4 separate regions of the Mus musculus genome follow, and regions 2, 3 and 4 are each linked to region 1. Evidence: chromatin contacts called from public HiChIP or PLAC-seq data. All regions are on one chromosome and are shown on one strand. The core of a region is the stretch at or near the end of the contact, and the rest is flanking DNA. Distances in the headings are between cores, read along the strand shown.

What was found. HiChIP or PLAC-seq counts read pairs in DNA pulled down with a chosen protein or histone mark.
Region 2: an H3K27ac HiChIP or PLAC-seq map of extraembryonic endoderm stem cells shows a contact between it and region 1, with 4 times the contacts expected there. The contact joins two enhancer-like sites. A contact is called at or near these places in 3 of 484 Hi-C or Micro-C datasets (B cells, Sertoli cells and peritoneal macrophages), 3 of 115 datasets of contacts at active chromatin or transcription factors (astrocytes, embryonic stem cells and extraembryonic endoderm stem cells) and 1 of 9 other capture datasets (adipose tissue).
Region 3: a contact with region 1 is called in a FOXA1 HiChIP or PLAC-seq map of pancreatic cancer cells. The contact joins two enhancer-like sites. A contact is called at or near these places in 17 of 484 Hi-C or Micro-C datasets (the AML12 cell line, B cells, the G1E-ER4 cell line and 5 more) and 4 of 115 datasets of contacts at active chromatin or transcription factors (embryonic stem cells, epiblast stem cells, extraembryonic endoderm stem cells and 1 more).
Region 4: an HNF4G HiChIP or PLAC-seq map of pancreatic cancer cells shows a contact between it and region 1. The contact joins two enhancer-like sites. A contact is called at or near these places in 2 of 15 datasets of contacts at CTCF or cohesin (large pre-B cells and pro-B cells), 18 of 484 Hi-C or Micro-C datasets (B cells, CD4 T cells, CD4 single positive thymocytes and 9 more), 3 of 115 datasets of contacts at active chromatin or transcription factors (embryonic stem cells and pancreatic cancer cells) and 2 of 9 other capture datasets (adipose tissue and embryonic stem cells).

What each region holds. Positions count from the first base shown.
Region 1 is chr6:38,070,726-38,073,907 of GRCm38.p6, reverse strand. It overlaps Atp6v0a4 (ATPase, H+ transporting, lysosomal V0 subunit A4), which reads left to right. Exons shown (of 21, transcript NM_080467.3): 13 at 1,902-2,059. Among named protein-coding and RNA genes, the nearest start is that of Svopl, 25 kb to the right of the region's middle. Within about 2 kb of position 1,592, at least 35 of the 459 cell types and tissues checked have an H3K27ac peak or open chromatin away from gene starts, as enhancers often do. A contact at or near this core is called in extraembryonic endoderm stem cells and pancreatic cancer cells, where this site is marked.
Region 2 is chr6:37,335,322-37,338,503 of GRCm38.p6, reverse strand. It overlaps Creb3l2 (cAMP responsive element binding protein 3-like 2), which reads left to right. Exons shown (of 12, transcript NM_178661.4): 9 at 2,190-2,289; 10 at 2,550-2,676. Among named protein-coding and RNA genes, the nearest start is that of Dgki, 37 kb to the right of the region's middle. Within about 2 kb of position 1,488, at least 68 of the 459 cell types and tissues checked have an H3K27ac peak or open chromatin away from gene starts, as enhancers often do. A contact at or near this core is called in extraembryonic endoderm stem cells, where this site is marked.
Region 3 is chr6:37,369,132-37,372,313 of GRCm38.p6, reverse strand. All of the region lies in intron 2 of Creb3l2 (cAMP responsive element binding protein 3-like 2), which reads left to right. Among named protein-coding and RNA genes, the nearest start is that of Gm33275, 47 kb to the left of the region's middle. Within about 2 kb of position 1,498, at least 38 of the 459 cell types and tissues checked have an H3K27ac peak or open chromatin away from gene starts, as enhancers often do. A contact at or near this core is called in pancreatic cancer cells, where this site is marked.
Region 4 is chr6:37,492,945-37,496,126 of GRCm38.p6, reverse strand. No RefSeq gene overlaps it. Among named protein-coding and RNA genes, the nearest start is that of Akr1d1, 36 kb to the left of the region's middle. Within about 2 kb of position 1,701, at least 9 of the 459 cell types and tissues checked have an H3K27ac peak or open chromatin away from gene starts, as enhancers often do. A contact at or near this core is called in pancreatic cancer cells, where this site is marked.

The DNA of each region.
Region 1 (3,182 bases), core at 343-2,842:
AAATTGTATATGTGAGGGCCAGAGAGATGGCTCGGCACTTCAGAGTGCTAATGCTCCTCTATAAGAGCTGAGTGTGGTTCCCCAGCACCAGTCACTCTCTTGCTCCAGGGGATCTATCGCCCTCTTCTGACCTCCTCAGGCACCTGCACATATGTGGCATGTACTCACACAGATGCACACATAAGAAATAACTGTAAGAATCAATCTTTTTAAACATATGCATGTGATTGTCACTATAAGGAATAACATATATTTATAAAAATAACTCGATTCAACAAAAACTCTTAATCAGTGTGGGGTTTCTTGCTGTAGTGAACACATCTTTTTTCTTTTTCTTTTTGTGACATTATAAGACGTTGGCTTTTACTTTTTAAATTTTATTGATTTGTTTATTTATTTATATCCTTTTGAGACAGAGTCTCATCTATCCACACGTGGCTTCAAGCTCACTGTATAGTCAAGGGTAACTCTTTACTTCTGAGCTTCCTGCTTCTACTTATGGAGATCTGAGATTGCAGGCATACACTGCTATGCCAGGTTTATGTTGCATGCTAAACAAACTCAAAGCAGTGATTTTTGTTGATGGTTGAGGGTATTGGGGAACAAACCCAGGGCCTTGTGTGTGCCAAGCCCTATTATACCTGTTACATCATCATCGTCATCACCATCATCATTATCACCACTACCACCATCATCACCATCATAATTATCACCACCATTATTATCATATTATTATTGACAGGATCTCACTATATAATCGGAGCTAGTCTCAAACTCACAGAGATCTGCTTACTTCTTCCTCTGGAACGCTGGAATTAAATCTAGCCTCCTCTTAATATTTTAAAAACTTTCTTTACTCTGATTATAAAAGCAATATGTGGTAATTGTGTCAGATTACAGTCCAGAAACCTAGAGAAAGATCTTGATGAATGCTTTTGAATATATTTCCATTCTGTGTGTTTGTGCTTGTCTACAAATATGTACTTTTCAAAAATTGCCATCGAGAATCACACATTATTTGTAACTTCCTTTAAAACCTATCATATAGTACCATGAATATTTTGTTCATGGCAGAACTTTTAAGAAACCCCAAGGAGTCCTGGATATTAATGGTACCTCACTTCTCACTGACTTTGGCATGGTCTCCTTCCATAGTATTGTGAATATAGAGGCCCCCGGATGCCTGTGTTGGTTAATGGCAGATAAGCTCTTGGTCATACACTTGACAGAGTGGAGCCATGCCCTTAGCTATGTTCCAGACTATAAGAATGGCTACAGACCTCTGGCACATACTGGGTTGGTTAGAAGGAGTGCCGTGATGTCACTGTGAGTTAATCATAAGCCTGGCCAGTCTTGTGACCAATTCAGTCTTCCATGACAAGTTTAACAGAGGTCATTTTCCTTGGAGGACATTTAAAATTGCAAACGGACTTGTCATCAGCTCTTAGAATGAATGATATCCACAGCCAGCACCCCAGGAAGCTGCTTTCCCTAGCAGATGTGACAGATAGAAGCCCAACTGTGCTTTGTCTCTGTGAAGACAAAGCCCCAAAGGCATACAGACCTGTGATGATAGGACAGAGGCCAGCGCAGGGCCTGTCTCCTGGAGGTGCTGGAGACCACAGCATGCCAGCTCACTTAGTAGATGAGGCCTCAGTGTGCACAGCCATGCATTCTGTGGAAAGAGAGAATGTGAGGCTTACATGCTTTTGTTTGCACAGTGAATAAATGCCCAGGGTTCTCTAGCTGACCTACATAAGCTCGTGTGTGTAGGAATATGATGTCTGCCTTAGTCATGTCATCTCTCCCCCACACTACCGATGCTGGACATATCCCATGTCTCTCTCCCCTCCTGTATCACTTCAGAGCCCACTGACACTCACCCTTTTTTCCTGGACCAGATGTGGAACATCTTCTTCAATGGGCGCTATTTGATCCTGCTCATGGGTATCTTCTCCATCTACACCGGCTTGATCTACAACGACTGTTTCTCCAAATCTTTTAACATCTTTGGCTCCTCTTGGAGTGTCCAGCCTATGTTCAGAAACGGCACGTGGAAGTAAGTTTATAGCCTGCTAGGGCATGCTTGCAGGCCATCCAAAGACTGCAGGGCTCATGGCTCTGACCACAGCTGCCCCTGAAATTTTACCCAATAAGCTAATCTTTTAAAAAAAATTATTTATTAGTATTTTACATGTATGGATGTTTTACCTACATGCACATATATGTACAATATGTTCATGCAGCAGAGGACAGAAGAGGGCTTTGAATCCCCTGGAACTGCAGTTATAGCTAGCTTTTCTGAGCTGCTGTTTGGTTGCTGGGAATAGAATTCAGGTCTTCTGCAAGAGCAAGTACTTTTAACTGCTAGGCCAGCTCCGCAGTCCCTGTAGCCATTTTATCTACTTTGTGCAATAGATAAAAATAGATAACCCAGTAGCTGAACTGGTTGTGGTAGAGAGATAGCTTGTCCAATTCCAGCTCAATTAAATGCATGTTGAGGAGGGTGTGCCACGCAGCAGGCTCTGTGAAAATAGGTGGTATGGCACTTAGAAACTGAGCATCCCGGAAGGAGCTTCGTACCCAAGAGGGTGAGGTTGGCCATGGGCTTTGCTCTTGTGTGGAGATTTGCTAGCCAGGGATTTAGGAGTGAAGACTTGGCGTTAAAAAGGCAGGCATGGGTGATGAAGTATACAGACCCTCAGCTTTCAGTGTTGCTGCCCCCCCCCCACCACCACCCTCACCCGCCACACGAAGCAGGGCATTTCTTAGGCTGCTCAGGAAAGCAGGAGTTCAGTATTAAGAGCAAGGAGGAGATCATGAGTTTGCATTGCCAGCATCCTGGATTGCTTGTGGCTGACAGAGTCAGCATGGTGGGTGGAGGGTCTGAGAAGACAGTTGAATGGAAGCAGGGGCCTAGAAGCTCTCTAAGGCCACAATCTGTTCCTCCCATGTACCTTCCACAGCTGTTTGAGCAGCTAGTCAGACTGGAAGTATATATAACACTGCAGGGTTGTGGATCTAGGGAGAGAGGATTTCAGAGAGACAGAAAAGACACAGTTACAGCCTTGCTTCCTATCCTACCTCTTTCTCTTCCTCTTCCTTTTCCTCCTCCCCCTCTTCTTCCTCTTCCTCCTCCTCCTTTTCCTCCTCTTCCTCTTCCTCCTCCTCCTTCTCCTCTT
Region 2 (3,182 bases), core at 239-2,738, 740 kb after region 1:
AAGAATGCTCAAGGCAGAGTTGGGGCACCCAGTGACAGCATCAGCCAACGCTGGAAGCAGTGAGGTCCCTGCTGTAGTTCAGCAGGCAGCCCAAGACCTTAGGATCGATGCCTTGGAAGAAGTGTTCCTGCCTGTGGGCTTGCTTGTATATAGGTCCCAGGACTTGAGGGAGAACCTCGAGAGGAACTTGGGGCTGGCATTACAGATGACAGTCACATGCTACACACACACATGCTACGGCTGGCAGGATGGCAAGTCTGTAGAATGAGTTCCACTGAGCCATTGGCCAGGCAAGAGCTCACTCAGTATCTGGTGCTGCTGCGGTGGGGGCTGTGTTGGTGGGTAGTGCAGAGGCTTCTGAGGAAGCTTAGGCAGGACAGAGAGGAAATTCTACGACAGAAGAAAGTTCTGCAGCACAGGGACTCTTGGTTATGAACTTTTAAAGTGGAATTTAAAATAAGTGTGCTATCAGCATTTCTTCACCTTGAGCAACATGCAGTGTGCTTTTAAAGCAAATCCTACTTTGATAAATTAATAAGGGTCATGTCTAACCCCATCTGGTCATGCTTTTATATAGCCAAAATGAAAAGTATGATTGAGTACAATAGCCTTCCATAGGAAATATTATCTTGCTATCCTAAAATTATTCCACATGGCAAAAAACACAGAGTGGGTAGGACCACAGGGAGATTTTTTTGAGTTTAGAAAGCCTTCTACCATGTGTGCTGAGGGCTGTTCAAATTCTTTCACCAAGTCTACCTCCACTGATACTGCAGAAAGGAAAACCATCTCAAAGCCAGCCTACCCTTGCTTAAACTAAGAGAATTCATGTCTTTGATACTGGGCAGGACAGAATTACAAACCTCAGAAAAGCTTGCATGTGTTTTCATCATTGGAAAGACATGCCGCGGGTAGGCTGTGATGGCAAGCAAGATGTGAGGAAATCCCAGAATTCTTCTTGCCTGGCTTTCAAACATTCCATCACGGTTCGCTGTTTTCTGAAAATCTTTGATACTCAGACCGTATGTTCTCACAAACCCTTTCCATTTTGTAGTGGATGCCGGCCTTGAGCAGAGCTGATGAGAATGAGGCAGGGGTCCCAGGCTTTATGCTAGTCCCCCTGAGTCCCGGGAGACACTCTAACCTGGGAGGATGTGCTGCCAGACCCCTGCTATGTCTTGCCATTCTTGGTTTAGGATTTGCAAAGATGCTCCCACACAACATCCTGATATTACAGTGTGTATACTGCTGTCCTCATCTCTGAACATCCACAGTTGTCCTAGCTGGGGAGTACCATCCCCCTTTCCCTCTCTCCTCTTCCCTGCTCCCTCCCTTCCTCTGCAGAGTGCTCTGTGTAAACTTGCCGCTCACTGATGGACTGGCCATTTCCAGTCAAGCCACCACCTCTGGCCCCTCCTGCTATTGTTCTCTGCCGGCCTTTGTTTCTCTCCTTCTCTTGTTTTTGTTTTTATAGATCAGTGTCTCTCATCTCTTGGTGAAACGAGCCTCCTTTGTAATTACCACTGCCCTAGTCAGTTCAGACTGCTGTAACACAATACCATAAAAGGACTGGCTTGGAAACAACAGAAATGCATTTCTTGCTGTACTGGAGGCAGAGGCGGCCAAGATCAAGGTGCTGGCAGATTCGGTGTCTGGTAAAGGCTGCCTTCTGGTGCAAAGAAAAAAACGACAGCTCCTAGCTGTGTTCCCATGTAGTGAAGAACTGTACTTTTAGCCCCTTATGTGGGCACTCGTCCTGTTATTAAAACTCTATTCTCAAGGCTACTCACCCCACACCCCCTGCCTATTATCATTATATTGCAGCTTCAGTCTGAACATAGGAACTTGGAGAGAGGGGAGTCATCCAACCAGAGTGTCCTTTTCTTCCCTCATTGGCTGACAGACAAGTTTCTGCCTGTCAGGGTTGATTTGGGGGCTCCTCTCTTGCCCAGAACAGCTGCAGGCTGCAGAGCTGTTGTCAAGGCTGACTCTGAAGCTCCAGGGGGTTCTGCGGTGGCGCTGCCAGCAGGTGTAGTCCAAAGGACACCCGCCCAGGTGTAGTCCTTTTGCCGTGCTTCCAGACCCTGCTCAGTCACAGGTGTGAAGCCGCTATGACTTCTGCGGGAGAGTCGTTCAGAGCAGCTCGCTCTCACGTGCCCCTTCCTGACTTTCACTTATCACCGTGGCAGGACTCTCCTTCAGCAACTTCAGAAGCTTCAGACTTTGGTGATGGGGAAGGTCTCTCGAACCTGCAAGTTAGCTGGCACACAGACTGGCACCTGCCTCATGGTGAGTTTCCCAAAGGGACTTCCTCCCCTGGCAAGCCCCCCATTTCCAGACTCCCCTACCTTGAAAATGCTAACAATGAATGAAGCCAGAGAGACCATACATCCCGTTCCAAGGCTTCCCCTTGTCTCGTCATTTCAAGGACACAAGTGAGGGTGACCTGACCCCTAACAGACTTGTGCTCTTTCTTGTCCCTTGTTCCCAGAGGTCAGCCACCCACAGTCTGAGCTCTACAGCTCCCCGTGTTCTCTCCTTACCTCTAGGTCGTTGTGCTTTGCTTTGCTGTTGCATTTGGAAGCTTCTTTCAAGGCTATGGGCCTTATCCTTCTGCCACCAAGATGGCTCTGCCCAGCCAGCATCCTCTGTCAGAGCCATACACAGCCTCCGTGGGTAAGTCACCACCTTGTTTTTGTTTGCCTGCAGTTGGCTTTCCGAGCTCTCTGCAAGGGATCCCAACCCATGTGTAAGAGTAGAGCATCTCTGTTTGCAGGTGGGGTGTTCTGGGAGTGGCCACTGGACTCCCTGGGTAGCACCAGGAATTCTCAAGAATTCCACAGAGAGTTAACAGAAGTCCCTAGTGCTCCAGATTCCTTCTCTGATAAGCCCTGACACCCCCTTTGGAGTTCTGACTTGGGGTGGGGTGGGGCGATGTGGATCTTGGAAGACCAGAGAGCGAGGAGGACATTTAGCTTGCTCTGATATCTCAGAGTCTCTGACTCCCTGAGGGGAGTTATATGGTGTTGCAGTGAGAGTTTGCAACAAAAATTAAAGAACTCATCTGTCTTGGGCTCAAGACTTTGGATGCTCAGAGATGTTCACCAGATAGCATATACTGTTCTCACCTTGACCAATGGTAATCTTTTGAGTATTTAGAAAACAGAGGGGAACAAGGAGGG
Region 3 (3,182 bases), core at 249-2,748, 700 kb after region 1:
AAGACATACTAATTTGATACATGATGAAGAATGATATCCAAAATGATATTATTTTAGAATGATACTAAAAACCTTGGATTTCTGTAATTAGACTATTCCATTTCTAGTAGAGCAGGACATGTATGGACACTGTAAACACTGCAGCCTGTGACACACAGTGGTCCTGAGGGTTTGGGCTTTCATGGCTGGTGGCGCATGGTGTAGCGGTCCGTAAGTGCAGTGACTTCAGAGCCAAAGCCACAGTAAAGTTGCTCAGTGCAACCCTGCATGAACTCTGCCAGAAGCCCCTCTGATACAGCGCAGGTTTGATTTTGAATTACTTTCTGTCCGTTGTGTGTCCAGAAGCCCTTTCCTGTGACCTGACTCCATGATTCCCACACTCAGTTGTGTGACTTACAGCCGAAGAGTCTGCCAAAGCATACCCCAAGGTGGACGTTTACTTTGTCTTTTATTTCAGTGTTTCTCCAAAGAAGAAACGTGATCGTGACGAGCCTGGAGCATTAAGAGAGAACTTGATATCTCTATCCTCTGAGGTTGTGTAAAAATAGGGTTGGAAAGTCTATAAAATATCAGCCAGCTAAACAGAAGTGGTGTATAATGCATTTGTGCCAAGATAATTTATTTAGGCTGGATTAAGAGACTAACTGAGTGGCTCTGAAGAGAAGGCTCAGTGGTGAAGGGTGCCTACTGCTCTAGAAGAGGTTCAGAGTCTGGTTCCTAGCATTTGTATCAGGTGTCTCGCAACCACTTGTAAATTCCAGCTCCGTGGGATCAGGCACCCTCTTCTGGCCTCAATGGGTACTGCATTCATGTCTACATACCTACTCCCCTAATACATACATAGACAAACAATTTTAAAAGTAGTAACAAAAATAAATTTAAAAATCTGTCTGTAGCCGGGCGTGGTGACCCACGCCTTTAATCCCAGCACTTGGGAGACAGAGGCAGGCGGATTTCTGAGTTCGAGGCCAGCTTGGTCTACAAAGTGAGTTCTAGGACAGCCAGGGCTACACAGAGAAACCCTGTCTCGAAAAAACAAACAAACAAAAAAATCTGTCTGTATAAAATTAAACAAATAGTCTGTCTTTACTGTTGCTGTTCCAGGTCTATAGACCATTGGGGCTTCTTCAGATTACAGGAGCTGGAGATAACTGGGTGGGCTCAGTACTGACTTATGAAGCTGCTTTCCCAGTTACAAATGAAGGCAAGTCCTCAGGGAGTAAGCTGTGGCCGTTGAGAAGTCACACGGGGTGCATGAGACAAGTTGTGGGAGGAAAAGGACTGTGGGATGGGATGGCTGGGAAGCGGGGTTGGAGCCATGAGGGAGGCATCGGTTGGTGAGTCAAAGGAGACACTCGTGGCTGGACGCTGAGGCTTAGAGGGCACAGACAGAGCTGGCCACGGAGAGCCAGGAAGCTGAGCTACGTAGATGGCACAGAAAGGGTGGTTTCTGAAACGAGTAGAGAGATAGGCAGCAGGATTCACACAGGGTTGTGTGTGTGTGTGGTGGTGGGGGGTAAGGGTGACTCATAGGTGACTTAGGTTTCTGCTCTGTAGCCTTTAGAGGGATATTGGTGTTGACGTGTTCTCAGGAAGTGAAATCCAGAAAAGAAAAAGGCACCGAGATGAGGTAAAAAGGTAATCACATTTCCTGTGAGCTGGTGTCAAGAGCATCAGCGTGCGTCATCGCAGAGGGGGTAAAAAGGGTGCCGCTCTCCTCATCTGCTTCCATGCTGGGCTCTCCGTGGCTGGGTGTTGGGGTAGGACAGGCAGGGGAACACGGGTGAAAATGATAACATTGCTTCCCTTAAAACAGTCAAATAGGGACCCCATTGCAATCAAGAATAGTCTAAAACAGCAAAGTTGACAGCCATCTATCGAGCAAAGCCACTTAGATTATTCAGCTCTCTGTCCCTGATGAAGAAACACAAACTGCATGCGACAGTTTCATGTACATCTGTGTACCGAATCAGTCTTTCCAAATCAGTGTTGTTCCATGGATATGTATGTGGTTCATGCTCTACATACCATACTCTGCAGGAGAAATTGTGAGTTTAAAAAGCAATCTTGACCCCGGATCAAGTCCATCATGGCTCTCTAAAGTCATGTTATGAGTCTGGGCTCTGTCCAATTTATGAATGACTTGACCCTGGGTGAGCTGTATCCGTCTTTGGTCTGACCTTCCAGATCTTTAAAATGAAAATATAATACTTACCCACTGCGTGGCTGGAGGGATTCTCTGAGTTCACATTTATCGAGCACTTAGAGCAGTGCCTGCCACTTCACAAGTGCCGAGGAAGTATCAGCTATTATTGTCCTTGTTCTTCTGTGGACTGCTCCATAATTAAGTACATAATTTACCAAGTGCCCGTGATAGGGATGACAGGAGCCAAGGAGAGAGCTTCTATATATCCAGGCATGGAAAGAACACAGAGAGACAGAGATTGTGTTGGTCTCAGAGGTCCATCCAGTACAGGCTGGGTGTCTGCCAAAGACTAAGGACTATGGGTTGGTCTTAAACAATGTTTCTTCATATCAGAAACACCTGTTTGGCGGTCTATAGTATAGGAGTGATCTAATTTTACTTTTTTCTATGCGTACATATGGGCTCAAAAAATAACATTTATTAAAATGTATACATCTAGGCCAGACCTGTTTTGAACCATTGCTTCCTTGGAAAGCAATGTGTGCAGGTGACAGTGAACCTGGGATATGGGACTCATTTCTATGGTGTGAAGAATCTTTTTCTATGAATCCCAGCTGTACACTTTTGGGTGAGTCTTTTTAATCTTGTAGTTGTTTGTTTTTCAAATGGGAGTAATGGTTGTATTAACCTCTGTGGTTATGCTTAGGACTAAGTTATCATTTCCAAAGTACTTAGAACAGTACCCAGCCCATAGCAAACACTGATGGTGCTGCTGAGTTTACTATTCATATCAGGGCACCATGGGCAGACAGGTCGCCGGCTCCCACGCAGTGGGCCCTATTTTCACTATTATGACCATGTTCCACAGAATTCTTGTCCCACAGCCTCCTGCCTTCCAGAACTCAGTCTTGGAACTGTTAAAGGATATTATTGTTCCTTTTTTATTAGTCTAGGTGTTGTGCCTCCAGGCACATACCACTTGGGTATCTGGTACCTGTGGAGGCCCGGATCCTCCTGGAACTGGAGTTACAGATGG
Region 4 (3,182 bases), core at 452-2,951, 580 kb after region 1:
CATAGAATCCCCAGATGGGGTTGCATCCCTGAAACCCATATCTCTCTCTCAGGTCTAGGGTTCAAGCTATCTCTAATCAAAGTTCAAAGACTAACGCTATCTACAGACACTACCTAGCCCATGCACAGCATAATAATTTTGAGGTCTTTCTCTGATGTTCTTCCAAGTTATAGTGATGGTTTATATATGCTTGACCCAGGGAGTGGCACTATTAGGAGGTGTGGCCTTGTAGAGTAGGTGTGTCACTATAGGCATGGGCTTAAAACCTTTATCCTAACTGCCTGGAAGCCAGTCTCCTCATAGTAGCCTTTATATGAAGATATAGAACTGTCAGCTCTGCCTGCACCATGACTGCCTGGATGCTGCCATGCTTGTGCCTTGATGATAATGGACTGAACCTCTGAACCTGTAAGCCAGCCCCAATTAAATGTTGTCCTTATAAGAGTTGCTTTGATTATGGTGTCTGTTCACAGCAGTAAAACCCTAACTAAAACAGTTACTAAATTTATTGTTTCCTCAAGAAACCAAGAACAAACTTTTTCTACAAAATCTAAAATATTATGTAATTGTTGTTACCCTTCTTTAGCAAAGCATATTAAGCTTTTGCACAAAAAGCATACGGTTATTCCCATTTTTCTTTCCTCCTCCTCCTCCTCCTCCTCCTCCTCCTCCTCCTCCTCCTCCTCTTTTTTCATGGTATCCTTCACTTTGTCTCCCATAGCTGAGCCTCCCACTGGACACCATTCTACTGGAGCCTGCTGGTCAGTCACTGAGAAAACCACAACTTGGAAGTGAGAATGATTATTAAAAACACAGAAAGAAGATACAAGAGACAGATATGGGAGGGCTACTGGCCAACACTGTGCCAGCAATGAGTGTATTTTATCGGTGACTTTTAAAGGCAAGCAACACAAAGCATGACAAATTTCAGGAAGTTAAACAATGACCACAGATACTTATGTGGTGAGTTATCTATGTTTGACTAAGTTGACTTAAGGCCATTTCCTTCAATCTAGGACATTCTCTCAAGGACCCATGTGTCAGTGGAGGAACTTGGAAGGGTATAATGCACATCTTAATTCAAAACAAAGACAAATGTATATTAGTATAGAATGAGAGGAGAGGGTACTGTCATGGTGTTTCCTGTGATAGTGACATTAATGTTTGTCCCATATTGTGGCAGCTTTCTGTGTACACATGCAAAGATTGCTACTGCCAGGGACTGAAGTCCTCAGGGAAGATCAGACACCAGTGCCAGGGATGCTTTGCCTCCTTCCCTGGATAAGCTATGAGTGATGGTCAAATGTGAGTATGGCAATAGCACTGTTCCCTCCTTCCTGTCCTAGGCTGGGGGCTCAAGTCCTGGGCAGATACACCTGTGTGGCATCATTCCAAGTCCTCTCTCCCTGGTAAGGGGAGGAGTTTTCTGAATCTGTTTTCTTTAGTGGTCAGTACTATTGCTATGAGACTTCTGATAACTGCTGCTTTTAGTTCTTCTTAGGATGCGCTGTCCTCAGGCAGAACACGTCATGTCTCTCACTACATTTAGTCTTCCTATCTCATAAGGATCCCAATGAAGAAGTGCTGCACATGAGTGAGTTATTCAGGTCATGTTCTTCCCAGAAAACAGTCCAAACCTTAGCAGACACATGTGCTCACTGTGAATCACAGCCCTCTTGCTGGGCTCTGAGTTGTCCTCAGACTAAGAAACTATTGATATTAGGACAGGGGTTTACCCTGTGAGGTCACAGAGGCCTCATCTCAGTTAACTCTGAGAATAACAAGGGGAATCCAGTGCTCAGTCATCTATCAACTCTCTACAAAACTGTTCCAAGCATCCTTGGACACACTTAGATTTGAAGAAGTAGCTGGAAGTGTTTCTCAGAGAGCTTCCTGAGAATCACCCATATTTATCTCTTGGTAGGCCTCCATCTTTTCAAAAGTCACTTTGTCCTTGAGAGGAGGAAACAGTGGACATGGCGGCTTCCTCAACTCAAATGTCTGAACCGCATCCCCTGCCTCATTGTCTCAGATTCTCTGTTGTGAGCTTGGTGTATTGTTGCCCCTCAGTCTGCAGGGTGCCATCTTCTGCCCCCTGTATCTAAATGTAACCACACACTGTTTCTGCTTCACCTCTGTGCACCATTAATATTTTAGCTTGTGTTAATTTGCAGGCTATTAGCTGAGTGCTTGCCTACAATGTCAGTGACACTTGGTTTTGAATGGAACAGTGCACAATTACATAGATAAATAGTGAATAAACATGTACAGGGTTGCTGATCACAATACATCACATTGCAGGCAGAGCCCAGCTTGTGAGGTGCAGATATCCTGGGAACACCTGCTTTTACTTGTCCCAGCCTCAGTGAGCCTTTCACCTGAATAAGTGTGACAGTGAATGAGCAGGTTTTCCAGACATATTCAAAGCCTTCTGTCCTCATGTGCCCGTAGTGGGCTTATACACAGTGTTGGTCTGGGTTTGTTATTTCTGCTTTGACCTGAGACTCTTTGTGAAGTCCATGCTTTCCATGTGCTGGAGCTGCAAGCTCTCAACCACCAAGTTTCCATTCTTCCTCATGATGGGATGGCAGATCTAAAACATGGCTGACACCCATCGCTTGTGATTGCTGGGCACCCATACCTGTCGGCCACTGTGCACTCTCTGTAGTGACCCAGAATGCTGTAAAGTTCAGTGGTTATTTGTGAAAAACTTTAAACCTTTAGCTGAATTATCCGAGCTCTGTCCTTGGAGACAATTCCTGGCCTGAGGATGTTTTATGGGAGTCACACTGTATGTGTTTGCATTCGTACATGAATATATGAATAACATGACTTATGAACATGTGTATCCTGTGTCATTTGGAGACTGTGAGTAGTCAAAGTGTCTGATGGAAGGACCAGCTTTTATAGTTGGAGGTGTAGCCACTGTCATGTCCTGAGCCTGATCATGTTGTGTCCAGCATAGGCTCATTTTGGCTCTAGTTGGCTGTCCACTGTGAAACACAAAACATCACCCTCTTTTTGGGGTGAAAAGACAAATTCTGGCCACCCCTGATTAATGAGAGCCTAAAGTGGAATTAATTCTTCAAGCCACTTGCACTAGCATCAAAGGGTTCAGTGATGTGTTAATTCTATGGGGGAAACTCATACATGTGGTTGAAGTTCAATGATGCCCCATGAGT